Linked DNA regions of Gossypium hirsutum: region 1 is linked to region 2. A link is a contact called in public Hi-C data. All regions are on one chromosome and are shown on one strand. Each heading gives the region's core, a stretch centred on a gene start, on an enhancer-like site or on the middle of the called end of the contact. The rest is flanking DNA. Distances are from core to core; before and after follow the strand shown. Region 1 holds the start of LOC107910706. Region 2 holds the start of LOC107910708 (receptor protein kinase CLAVATA1).

Region 1 (2,700 bases), core at 79-2,578, 210 kb after region 2:
ATTTCTATAATTTCATTACCGAGTTGATGACAGTAACACTAACTTCGCCAAATGTTTAAATATTAAATAGTGAAAATTTTTATATAGAGGAGTTATAAATATTTAAAATTTTTAAATATATATAATACCATGAATATGATGATTGCACAAAATACAAATACATATCTTTTCAGTTTTTTTTTATATTTATGAATTATAACAAATACAATATAATTATAAATATAAGTATAAGTAATTACAAGTATTAAATTATTATAGACGAACTATACAATTAAATTATTATAATCTAAACAAATTAAAAACTGATATAGTTCAAACTAAAACCAATTAGGACTAACTGGACCAAAACTCTCATTATGAAACTTAAAAACTCGCGTATATAAATTAGGCATGAACTATATTTTAAATTGACATAGACGTCGTTATACATCGTTTACATCAAAATTAATAGACGTGAATGAAGGTCACGTGCATGGCACCGACCAATAATGGACCGGAAATTCTCATCAAGACTGGCTGGCCTGCTGCCACGTATACCAATCCCTTCAGGTCTTGCACTGTATTATCACATAAAATATTTAATATTTTACTCCTATTTTCTATTTATGTGTTGTTCTTGCATGAGGTGGTCATAAAATAGTCTTGGGTCCCGCCAAGTGGGATACGTGTATTGCTAGGATTCTTTCAAGTCCCTTTCAAACCAGACCAACATCTTAGATGGAGGGAATGATCAACGGCTGGTATCTCCTCACCGGTTATTTCTAATTATTCGATCCAACGGTGTAAATCGAATTGACGGCTGCCGCCCAACAGTGTTTCCCAAGTCTTGAACTGTCGGTAAATTAGGAGTCTGTGGTAACATTTTTATTATAAAGAAAATGAAAAAAGTAAAGGACAAAGTATGTTACTAGTCCCTGCTTTTCTATAAATTTTGATATTTACTCCCTATATTTTAAAATTTAAAAGTTCAATTCTCTTACTTTTTCAATTTAAAAATCTTAATCCAATAATTATCATATGCTAAAATGTTTATTTTCATTTTATTTTCACTCATATGATATGTCACATGAGGGCAACTTAATCAACATGCTAAATTGGTAAATTTTGACAAAAAAAATACTTACTATTTTAATGATTGGATTGAGATTTTTAGATCAAAACAGTTAAAGGGCTTAATTTCTAACCTTTTAAGTATACAAAATAAATCTCAAATTTTATCAAAAGTATAGGGCCTAACAGACAATTTTAACGAAAAGTAAATTACAATAAAAAAATAAAGTAGCCGTTGGAGACGTGGAGTTTATTACTTGTATAAAAAGAGGCACAGACTTTTAAACACATGAAAGTCTGGAAGAAAAGTAGAATAAATTAAAAATCCAAACCATTTCGGATCCCTCTGGGATCGAAATCGATTTTGTATCTATTTTCTGTTTATCAATAGCATTTCCTAACCAATATTCTTTTTCTTTTTTACTTTTCATTGAGAAAATCTGTAAAGATTTCCTCTGAAATATATATATCTTGAGCATGTTTTTGGCTTCAGGCTTTTGATCATATTATTTCGAAGATCATCGCCTCTTTTTGTTTGATATTGAAAAAGCTTGTTCGTTGTTTGCCAAAGCAAAACCCAGTAGTATTATGGATGGGATTTTCTTGTCATCTTCAGCTGAGAAATCTGTTTCTCCAAACAAGCAACTCAAGAACATTCCAAGGAGACATAGTAGTGGAGCTCACACAAGCATCATCCATGGGGGGGGAGGAGGCCTCTTTTTGGCTCCTCCACCGTCTCTTTCCTTCTCTTATCCATTCTATCAGGCTCAGCATCAACCACCTCTCCTTCCACTTCCACTCCCTAATAAACCTCTTCATACGTCGCTCCCTTCTCGAACCCCACCCCTTTCATCTTCTCCATCTAACCTCAAAAGCAACAGATACAAAGACCAATCTCTGACCCCTCCAAAGAGATCAAAATCGAAGCAACTCAGTGGCAAATCAGTAGGAGAGCCAAAGAAACTTCAAACCAGACCAACGGAGGGAAAAAAAGCACAAGGTGCAATTAGTAAGCCCTTTGTCATGGCATCAGGAGGACCCCAGGCGGCTGCGAGAGATTTGGAGAGGCTTTCAAGTTCTATCTTTACACTCTCTCCACCACCTAGCAGCTTGCCTTTGCCCAGCTTTTCGCTTAGACCAAAGCTTGGCTGCAAGGCTGAAGCTGGTGGAGGAGTCGATGATGGAGCCACTGACAATCTCCGACGACTCCTACGTCTCCCTTGAAGGGTCTTTTCCGTAAATAAAGGCGTGAACAATAATTAAGGGTAAGCAGTAACTTCTGTTCTTCCTTTTTCTAGTTTTTCTCCTTAATTGTCTCATGTCATGGGAAATTATAAAGATACCTCATAGTTTTTTTGAGCTGAGGTGCAGGAATAAAAGAAAAACTAGAGTGGATAAGAAGTGTGCTTGCTTCTGAGTTCTAAGGCTTTGGGTCAATAGTTTGTTCAACTTTTTCCATTTTCTTTTATAGCGTATTAAGTATATTGTAATTTAGATCCTATGCTGATCATAATGCGATCACCGCCTTGTTTTTGAATCGGGGGTGAACATATAAAAGCTATATGTGTAAGGCTTTGCCATTTTCTTGTGTTTGATAATCTTAAGGCTGTTTCTGAACAGACGATTGCCACATTACGAATTAAGCACATG
Region 2 (2,700 bases), core at 63-2,562:
GCAAGTGTTTCAAATTGCTCAAACTCGAAGGAATCTCACCGGTTAGGTTACAGCTTGCCATGTCGAGAAGTTCGAGTTGACTCAATGACCCATACTCAGGTGGAATGCCTCCATCGTAGGCGTTGAAGTATCCGATTACCAAGTATTTGAGGTTTGTTAAACGAGCCAAAAAGGAAGGAGTTTTCCCTGTTAAACCGATGCCATTAAGACCCAAATATTCCAAGCTCTGGATTTCAGAGTACTCCTCCGGTATCTCTCCCATAAAAAAGTTTCCTCCGAAAGATAAATGCTTGAGATATTTAAGATTGACGACCTCAATGGGAAGAACACCCGTGAAGTTATTGTTATAAGCATCGAGAATCTCGAGGTGAGTCATGCCTGCAAAGATTTCTCCAGGGAAACTGCCTTGGAAAACATTGTTGGAGATGTTGAATATCTTAAGAGAAGTCAAATTACCCATCTCCACCGGAATCCTCCCCGTAAGACTATCGGAAGAAATAGTGAGGTTGACGAGCTTGTTGAGAAGCCCAATTTCAGGAGGAATGGTGCCAAAGAGAGGAGCAAACGACACGTTCAGAGCAACAACACTGAAATCCTCATCGCATTGAACACCAGAGAAACGGCAATGTGCTGATGGAGATGAAGAGAATTCCCAGTTCTCGAGTCCCGAACCTTTTGGTCCAATCATTGAAGACTTGAGCAGCAACAGAACTTCAAGATCACTGTAACCATAGACGATGGCTGAGAAGGGTAGTAGAAGACTCGAGAAAACACAGAGAAGATAACTGTAAAAGCTTCTCATTTCAGTGTTCTTCTATTTTCCTGCGATCAGAGAGAGGTGAAGGCTTTACTATCAGTAGCTCACTACGTTAAATAGAGTTGTACTGTATAGTGGATCGCAAAGAGGATCGTAGTTCCCAAAGCATCAAATGTTGGATATGAAATAAACAAATACAAAATCTGAATTCTGAAAAAGTCAGGGAGAGGGTGTGTAAAAGGAGGGGAGTCTGGACTGCATGAAACCGCTAAAGACACGGCAATACTGTATGGCCCATGGTTCGCATCGTACACTACATGGAATTGAAAAATGGTAGAACACAGAAAGGGTTAACGTTGAATTTACTAGTTTTTAAAGCTTGTCAGCTCTGTGAGTCAAACATGAGGGAGGGAGGGAGGGAGGGAGGGTCCCCATGGCAGCAAGAAGAACGACTGAAACGTTAACTCGGGACGGAGTTGATGAAGGGTACTATTTTACGTGGGGCTTAGAGACTGTGAATTGCTAAGGGTACTATACTCATCTGGTTTGACGGCGTGATCTGCCGGTTCTAAAGACTGGCCCTATTATAAATGCAGCTGCCCACTGCATTACTGTCAGACGCCAGTTGTTTTTTCTTTTTCTGAAAGAAAAAAATCACTGGGAAAAACTATCAAATTCACTAGGTTGAGCTTGGTAAAAATATTAGAACATATATATCTTAGTATTATTTTGAGCATTTGGGATGATGAAAGATGAATGTGGATTTTGTCTTTTGGGGGAGTGATGAAGACAGGGGATGGGCTTTGGGGGTCAATTGCTGGGCCCAGATTAAAGGCTGTGAATGTCCTTTCCCGAAGAAACACCTTTTTCTCCTCTGACTCCTTTTTGGCAGTGAGCTAAAAGTCCACTCTTTTTGTTCTTTTCTCCGATCGGGACCGTCCACAAAATAGGGGACCATTGTCGATTGCCTCTGCACTAACTTCTCCTTTTGCTTCCTTCCCTATCCCTTATGCAATGGTTCATGGACCAACCCAAGTATTCTGCAACTTCTTCTAACCATCCAAGTGCTTTGACATCCACAGTAGAATCTCTTCATCATCTCATTCAAATATTTGTCTTCTTGTTTAAGCAACATTTATGATTGGGCCATTAGCTTGTTAGAAAACTTCCAAGGGAAAAAAATAAATTATGTTAGAAAATAACATATGATAGTGTTCATGAAAAAGATAATGCAAACATGACTATATCATGAATATAGATATGCTACATTGTGAGATAAGGTATAGTTTAAAGAGTAAATGGATATTTAATTTTTTGTAAATGAAGGTTCAATTTAATTTTAGAGTCCAAATTTCAGGAGTATAGGGAAGAACAATAAAAGATGAAGCTTAACCCTCACTAGGGTTAAGAATAAAAATCAATTCAAATTGAGATATTTAGACAGTTTATGAAAAGTAAGTTAAAAAATTACGATTATTTGAAGTTAAATTGAATTTTATTTTTTATTTATATATAATTATTTTTAATTTTTATGATATAAAAATAAATATTTTATATTTAAAATAGTTAATAATTTAAAAGTTCTTAAAAAATTATTATTTTTAAGAAATATTTATGAAAAACATCTAATTTTTTTAAAATAATATTCAAAAACCATTAAACAAATCTCATTTTATCAAAATAAATCTAAACATTAAAACAATAAATTAATATAAAAAAATTGAGAACCAAATCGAACTGAAACGAATTATGATGGATGGTTTAGAAAATTTTAAAAACTTGATTGACCTAAATCAAAATCACCCCTAATCTTGATAGTAAATGTTTGGTACTACGAGTCAAAATTTGTATCAGTACAAGTGTAAGATTCTCGAAAATATCTTTGAAAGAAAAGCTTAACCTCAACACTTGTAAGTGTTGAAATCATATAACATCATCTCATC

The links. Hi-C and Micro-C count contacts between places; a contact is called where the count stands out from the background.
Region 1: a contact with region 2 is called in a Hi-C map of leaf, with 4 times the contacts expected there. The contact joins the promoter of LOC107910706 here to the promoter of LOC107910708 in region 2. A contact is called at or near these places in 13 of 34 Hi-C or Micro-C datasets (anther, callus, cotyledon and 3 more).

Annotation. Positions count from the first base shown.
Region 1 is chrD02:23,203,792-23,206,491 of Gossypium_hirsutum_v2.1, forward strand. LOC107910706 reads left to right here and starts at 1,329. Exons shown (of 2, transcript XM_016838666.2): 1 at 1,329-2,315; 2 at 2,422-2,667. The coding sequence starts at 1,639. The coding sequence ends at 2,274.
Region 2 is chrD02:22,994,268-22,996,967 of Gossypium_hirsutum_v2.1, forward strand. It overlaps LOC107910708 (receptor protein kinase CLAVATA1), which reads right to left and starts at 1,313. Exons shown (of 2, transcript XM_016838668.2): 1 at 1-1,313. The coding sequence starts at 802.